2 separate regions of the Pan troglodytes genome follow, and region 1 is linked to region 2. The links are chromatin contacts, called in public HiChIP or PLAC-seq maps. All regions are on one chromosome and are shown on one strand. Each heading gives the region's core, a stretch centred on a gene start, on an enhancer-like site or on the middle of the called end of the contact. The rest is flanking DNA. Distances are from core to core; before and after follow the strand shown. Region 1 holds the start of PITPNM1 (phosphatidylinositol transfer protein membrane associated 1). Region 2 holds the start of POLD4 (DNA polymerase delta 4, accessory subunit).

Region 1 (2,700 bases), core at 142-2,641, 150 kb after region 2:
CATTCCCACATCTGAAGGGGGGCCTCTCTTGCCTCCTCCGGGCTCCCAGCCGGTCCCAGCCCCGGGGCAGGGCTGGCGGGGTCGGCAGGGCTCCACCCCTTGCCCAGGTGCCCTCTCCCCGCCGCCCTCACCTGGATCATGTAGAGCTGGGCCACCTGGTACTCGTCCAGGCTCATGGGCAGCAGAATGTGGTATTCCTTGATGAGCATCCTGAAGGCGCTCGGCGGGCCGCGCGCGGCCTCCGCTCCTCCTGGCGCAGGGCACGGCGCGACAGTCAGTGCGGGGAGGCTGCGCGCGGCCCCGAGCCCTGCGCGCCGGCCGAGGGACTCAGGCCACGGGACCCCATGTCCGGGCCCGCCGCGAGGGAGGCAGAGGCGAGCCTAGCGCCGCCGCCCGCGCCGCCGGGGCCGGGAGCCGCAGCGAGGCTGAGCGCTGACCTCTTCCGCGCAGCCCCCGCCCCGCGCCCGCCCGTCGCCATGGCAACCGCGCGCTGACGCGGGCCCCCCCGAGCGCCAGGCTCCGGCCGGCGGGCGGGAGGGCCACCTCACCTCTCCCGCTGCGACCGCGTCCTAACCCCGGGAAACGGCATCCCTCTGGGGCGCGCCCCCGAAGCCCCGGGGCCCCTCCTTCCGGGCCCGCCTTCCGCGACCGGCCCCTCGGGGACCCGCCCCCTGCATCCCCTTCCCGGAGTCGGCGGGGTCCCAAGTCCCCCACTGTCGGACGTCCACCTAGAGCTTTGTTCCCCAAGTGTCTCTGCGCGGAGTGGCCCAGTGCGCCCAGCATCTCTGCCAGGGTTCCCCACGCCCTGCACCCGAACCTACCTTCCGGGACCGGTAATCTCCTCCGCCCTCCAGATCTGCCTTCTTGGGCAGCCGGGTCCTCGACCTCCCCCTCCCAGCATCCTTCCTGGACCCCTGGCCCTCGCCGGCTCTCCACGCGCCTAGGCAGCCACTCCGTCCTCTTCCCAGGGGGTGAGCCCTCCTCAGACTGAGGCCAGAGTGGCTCCACTTGGTATCCCACGGGCCCTGGCCCTGGAGACCCGCTCCGTCCACCTGCGCCCCAGACTGGCACCGAGGTTCCGCTGCAGGCACCCCTCCATCCCCCACTCGCACCCCGCGAGCAAGCGAGAGGCCCCGTTGTCCCCACTTCCCTCTGCTCGCCGGCGTCCCGGTCCCCTGCCGCGCTCTTGGCCCGCCTGCCGACGCCCCGGCTCACCTCTAGCTTGAGGCGGGCGCCCCTCACCCAGCCCGGGCAGGGCCGGCCGGCCCGTGGGTCGGAGCCCGGAGCGCCCCCAGCCCCGGCCTCGGGTTCCAGCGGTGGCCGGACCCTCCCGAGGCGCAGTGCCGGCCCATGGCCCCGACCTTCCTCTCGATCCGCCCGCCGGCGCCCCTGCAGTCCCTCCCCGCCGCCCGCCGCGTCACTGCGGCCGCCCCGCCCCCTTCCTGGGCCCAGCTGGCCCTCCCCACCCTGGCGGGGTCCGGGCAGCCCCGCCTGCAGCGGAGGAGGCAGGGAGGGAGGCCCCTGCCTTCCTTCCCCCGGGCAGTGGGAAAAAGGCCATTGCCTAAATTCTGGCTCTTCCTAGTCCCTCTGTGCTGATTGGGGTCCCCAAAGACTCTTAGTTCCTATCTCCACCCTAGCCCCGCCCTCCTGTGTGCAGTCACAGGGTGGTTTGATATGGGGGGTCCCAGGCCCACTCTCCTCTTCTCACTCTCTGCAGTCCTTAGATTTGGGACCCAGGGTAGAGGAAATGCCTCCCCACCAGTCTAGCCAGAAGCTGGTGGCTCTGACGTGCCTCCACCTAGGGCTGGGCTCGGCTCCAGGGCCCCAGGCCTCTATGGTCACCCAGCTACACGCCCAGGCAGAAACGGGCTGTCACTGTGAGTGGCTGGGCTAGCCCCTGCATGGTGCCACAAAGCCTCCCCGACCTCTGCCTTCCGGGTCCACAAGTCCGGTCACCCAGCCACCCGGAGTCTGGGCAGAGGCCTCACGAGGCACCCCAAGGCTGGGTTCATGGGATCCCACCCAGCCTGCTACAAGGTGCTGGGGCAGTGACGGCAGCACCCCGCCAGCTCCTCCCCTTGACACTGAGGCCAAGTGCTGGAAGCAGCAGTGCCCTTTCTCTCTGAGAAGTCAGAGACCTTCAGGGCTGATTCAGAGGCTGGGGTGTTGTCAGGGCATTAGGGCGTGAACTGGCATTTCCATGCTGCCAGGCATCACCGCCAATCCAGAGGAAGCGCCCTCCAGGCCCAGGCTGCCCACAGCGCCAAGGGCTGTGGAAGCAGCCAGGCCCTGTGCTGCCCCCTGGTGGCACCACAGGAAGGCCCAGGGCTCTCAGCGCCACGGCTGGGGCGGAGAGGGCCCAGGTCCCACCAGAAGCTGATGGCCCACAGAGGCAAGTCAAACCTCATTTAGTCACACCCTCCCCATCCATAGTCTCCTCTTCCCCTGTCTCTGCCTGGCCCACCCAGGCTTAGCTGAAGAACCAGACCCAGTAAGGCTCAGAGATGAGAGCACAACTCCAAATCATCTTTTATTAATATAAAAAGGGCATATTTAGCAAAAGACACACAGATAAAAGAGTCACTATGGCTCAGGACACAAGGCAGGGAGGTGCCAGGCCTGAGCCCCTGCTGGGGTAGAAGGAGGCTCGGGACAAAGTGGGAGAAGTGCTGGGAAGGGCTGAGCGGTAGGGGCCACAGA
Region 2 (2,700 bases), core at 89-2,588:
TTTGGGAGGCTGAGGCGGGTGGGATCACGAGGTCAGGAGATCAAGACCATCCTGGCTAACACGGTGAAACCCCGTCTCTACTAAAAATAGAAAAAATTAGCCGGGCGTGTTGGCGGGCGCCTGTAGTCCCAGCTACTTGGGAGGCTGAGACAGGAGAATGGCGTGAACCCGGGAGGCGGAGTTTGCAGTGAGCCGAGATCGCACCACTGCACTCCAGCCTGGGCAACAGAGCAAGACTCTGTCTCAAAAAAAAAAAAAAAAAAAAAAAAAGAATTATTATAGTGGCGTGTCCTCCTGAGCCAGGCACCTCATAGAATCTTCTTGCCTGTTCAGCAAGGCCTTCCAACCCTCCATCCATTTCTCCCTCAGGTCAGGACAGCAGGGTGACGGTGCCTGGAGAAGGCCCTGGCTCCCCTGAAAGCCCTCCCGGCCTGTCTCTGACCTGCACTGGAAGCGGGGGTCTCCGGGGTGGGTCTTCAGCACCTGCCACACCTCTGGGGGAGGCTCCAAGCCCATCTGCTTGGCCCGACACCAGCGCTGCAGCCGTGTGATCCCTGCCAGGGTGGGAAGAAGACTCTGGAGACTTGTGGGGGGTGGGGTAGAGTCTGAGCTGGAGAATGTGTGTGTTGGGGGGAGACAGTTCCTGAGGGTCAGAGTCACGCAAGCGCTTGGGTGACTTCAGAGACGTGTGGGTGACTGGCTGGGAGAGGCGCCTCCGTGGGGCTGGGTGGGTTCTCACCGGTGCAGGGCCCGTACTGCCAGGCCAGGTCAAACTGCCTCAGCAGTTCCAGCTCCGCTTCCTCCTCGTCGCGGGGCTGGGGCTCCTCCCCTGCAATGACAGCTGCTCTTCAGTACGAGGCTGGCTTCAGTCTCCTGCCCCTCACCTCCCAGCCTTCCTCACCACCCCTTTGCCTCTGCCACCCCGCAGCTAGACCTGGTGTCGGGAGGGGAGGACAGGCCACCTTTCCCTTTCCATCGGCCCCTCCGCCCCTCTAGGGGCCTCCTCTAGGCCCCTCCGTGTCCACTCCTCCTGCCTCCCTCACACCTCAGAGACCTAGCTCGGGTGCCAGCTCCCCCTTGCTGTGCCCAGCGGGCCCCTCCCTCCTCTTCACAACCGGGTAGGAATCAGTGATGAGCCGCTTCCGGCCCATGGCGGCCACCCAGGCAGGCAGAGAAGGAGGCAACTGCGGGGAAGAGGAGAGACCGGCCAGTGGGCGCGAGAAAGACAGCTGCTGAGAGAGACTGACGGGGCCAGGCCAGTGGCGGGCAGACAAGATGACCCAGACAAACCGAGAGAGGAAGTCGCCGGGGTCCAGGGAGGGACGCCTCCCCCACCCCCAAAAGCACGCAAACAGGAAAGACCTCAGCCAATGGCAGGCCGCCTATGCGGGGCGGGGCCCTGGCGCTAGCCAATGGTAGGCAGTGTAGGGTGAGGGGCGGGGCGGTGCCTCAGCTGTGGGCCGCGGGAGGAGGGGCAGGCTGGGGCGGGGGACCAGTCGGGATGCCCCGACTTCACCACCTCCCCCGGCCCCCATTGGTCTGCTGTGGGTCCCGAGAGACTTCAGGAGAGTTATCTTCAGCCTCTCACTTCCCGTTTTCCCTTCCTAGGCAAATGTTCTTTTCAGCTTCGCTAATCCCCGTGGCCAGTTTGTAACTCCCTAGAGTCCAGCTGGAGCCTTCACTCGGTCCTTTGGCCCGCCCCGCCTTGTGGGGGCAGGTCTGGAGGTCTGAAGAGAGTTTGGGCTAATCCAGGCCCCTTCCCGGCTCCCACCCAACCCCCACTGGCCCCAGGAGACCTGGCTGGAGAAGCCCATGGGTTCTGAAACCTCCTTTCTCACAGTCTGTGCCCAAAGATGCTGCCCACTCTTAGTCCGAGTAAGTGTTTGCCGTTTTGACTCTCCTGGGGTCCCAAGTCGTGTCCGGCCCGCCCCACCAGTCAGGAAGATTCCATACTGAGTAGGAAGGCAGAGCAAGGGTCTGGTCCCCCCACCACAATGTGTTTGGATCCCTAGTTCTTCATTGGCAAAATCTGCCCTGTCTCTCACAATAATGTGAGTCTGAGCAGAAAATATTAATAATAAACCTAGCACTCATTGCACGTGCCATGTGCCAAGTACTGTTCTAAGCACTTTCCCACATGTTCATTAAAATAGATGTCAAAAAGTTTTTGAAAGTAGGAAGCATAGCTAAATGATTATCACTGCTGATAGTCACAGGCATTGTAGGGCCCCAATCAAACCACAGTCTCTCTTGCACCCCAGGAGCTCACTGTCACAAGGCAGACAGATGCACAGTTGTCAATGAGAGGCTATAATTCCTACCAGAAGAGGGAAAGGGTGGGTCAGAGATTGGTTAGGACCACAGGGATGATTACCATTGGAAGGCCTCCTGGAGGAGGTGGACTGCTGTAAACAATGTCTCTCAATTCTCCACCCATGACCTTTGTCCCTTGGGCTCCTGTCATCACTGACTCACCCATACTGCTGCCTCCCCCTCACCAACTTCCTGGCAGGAGGCAAAAGTACTGGCCAGTGGGAGTCTGGGAACCAGCACAGGGACCAGCCCAGCTCTAATCACCCTCCAAAGATCCCATCCGGTTCTTCCTTCCAGGGATACTGGGAGGGTGGGGCACAGACTCCTGGGCTGCTGCCTGCTCAGAGGCCTCTGCCTCCTCCTTTCCCTGCTCTGGGGTCTGGGTGT

Evidence for each region. HiChIP or PLAC-seq counts read pairs in DNA pulled down with a chosen protein or histone mark.
Region 1: a contact with region 2 is called in an H3K4me3 HiChIP or PLAC-seq map of stem cell-derived excitatory neurons, with 4 times the contacts expected there. The contact joins the promoter of PITPNM1 here to the promoter of POLD4 in region 2. A contact is called at or near these places in 1 of 7 Hi-C or Micro-C datasets (stem cell-derived neural progenitor cells) and 1 of 1 datasets of contacts at active chromatin or transcription factors (stem cell-derived excitatory neurons).

What each region holds. Positions count from the first base shown.
Region 1 is chr9:69,825,183-69,827,882 of NHGRI_mPanTro3-v2.0_pri, forward strand. It overlaps PITPNM1 (phosphatidylinositol transfer protein membrane associated 1), which reads right to left and starts at 1,392. Exons shown (of 24, transcript XM_009423566.4): 1 at 1,216-1,392; 2 at 132-250. The coding sequence starts at 209. It overlaps CDK2AP2 (cyclin dependent kinase 2 associated protein 2), which reads right to left. Exons shown (of 4, transcript XM_009423569.3): 4 at 2,506-2,700.
Region 2 is chr9:69,672,847-69,675,546 of NHGRI_mPanTro3-v2.0_pri, forward strand. It overlaps POLD4 (DNA polymerase delta 4, accessory subunit), which reads right to left and starts at 1,339. Exons shown (of 4, transcript XM_001173013.7): 1 at 1,055-1,339; 2 at 740-829; 3 at 443-554. The coding sequence starts at 1,151. All of the region lies in intron 2 of LOC134807355 (a long non-coding RNA gene), which reads left to right.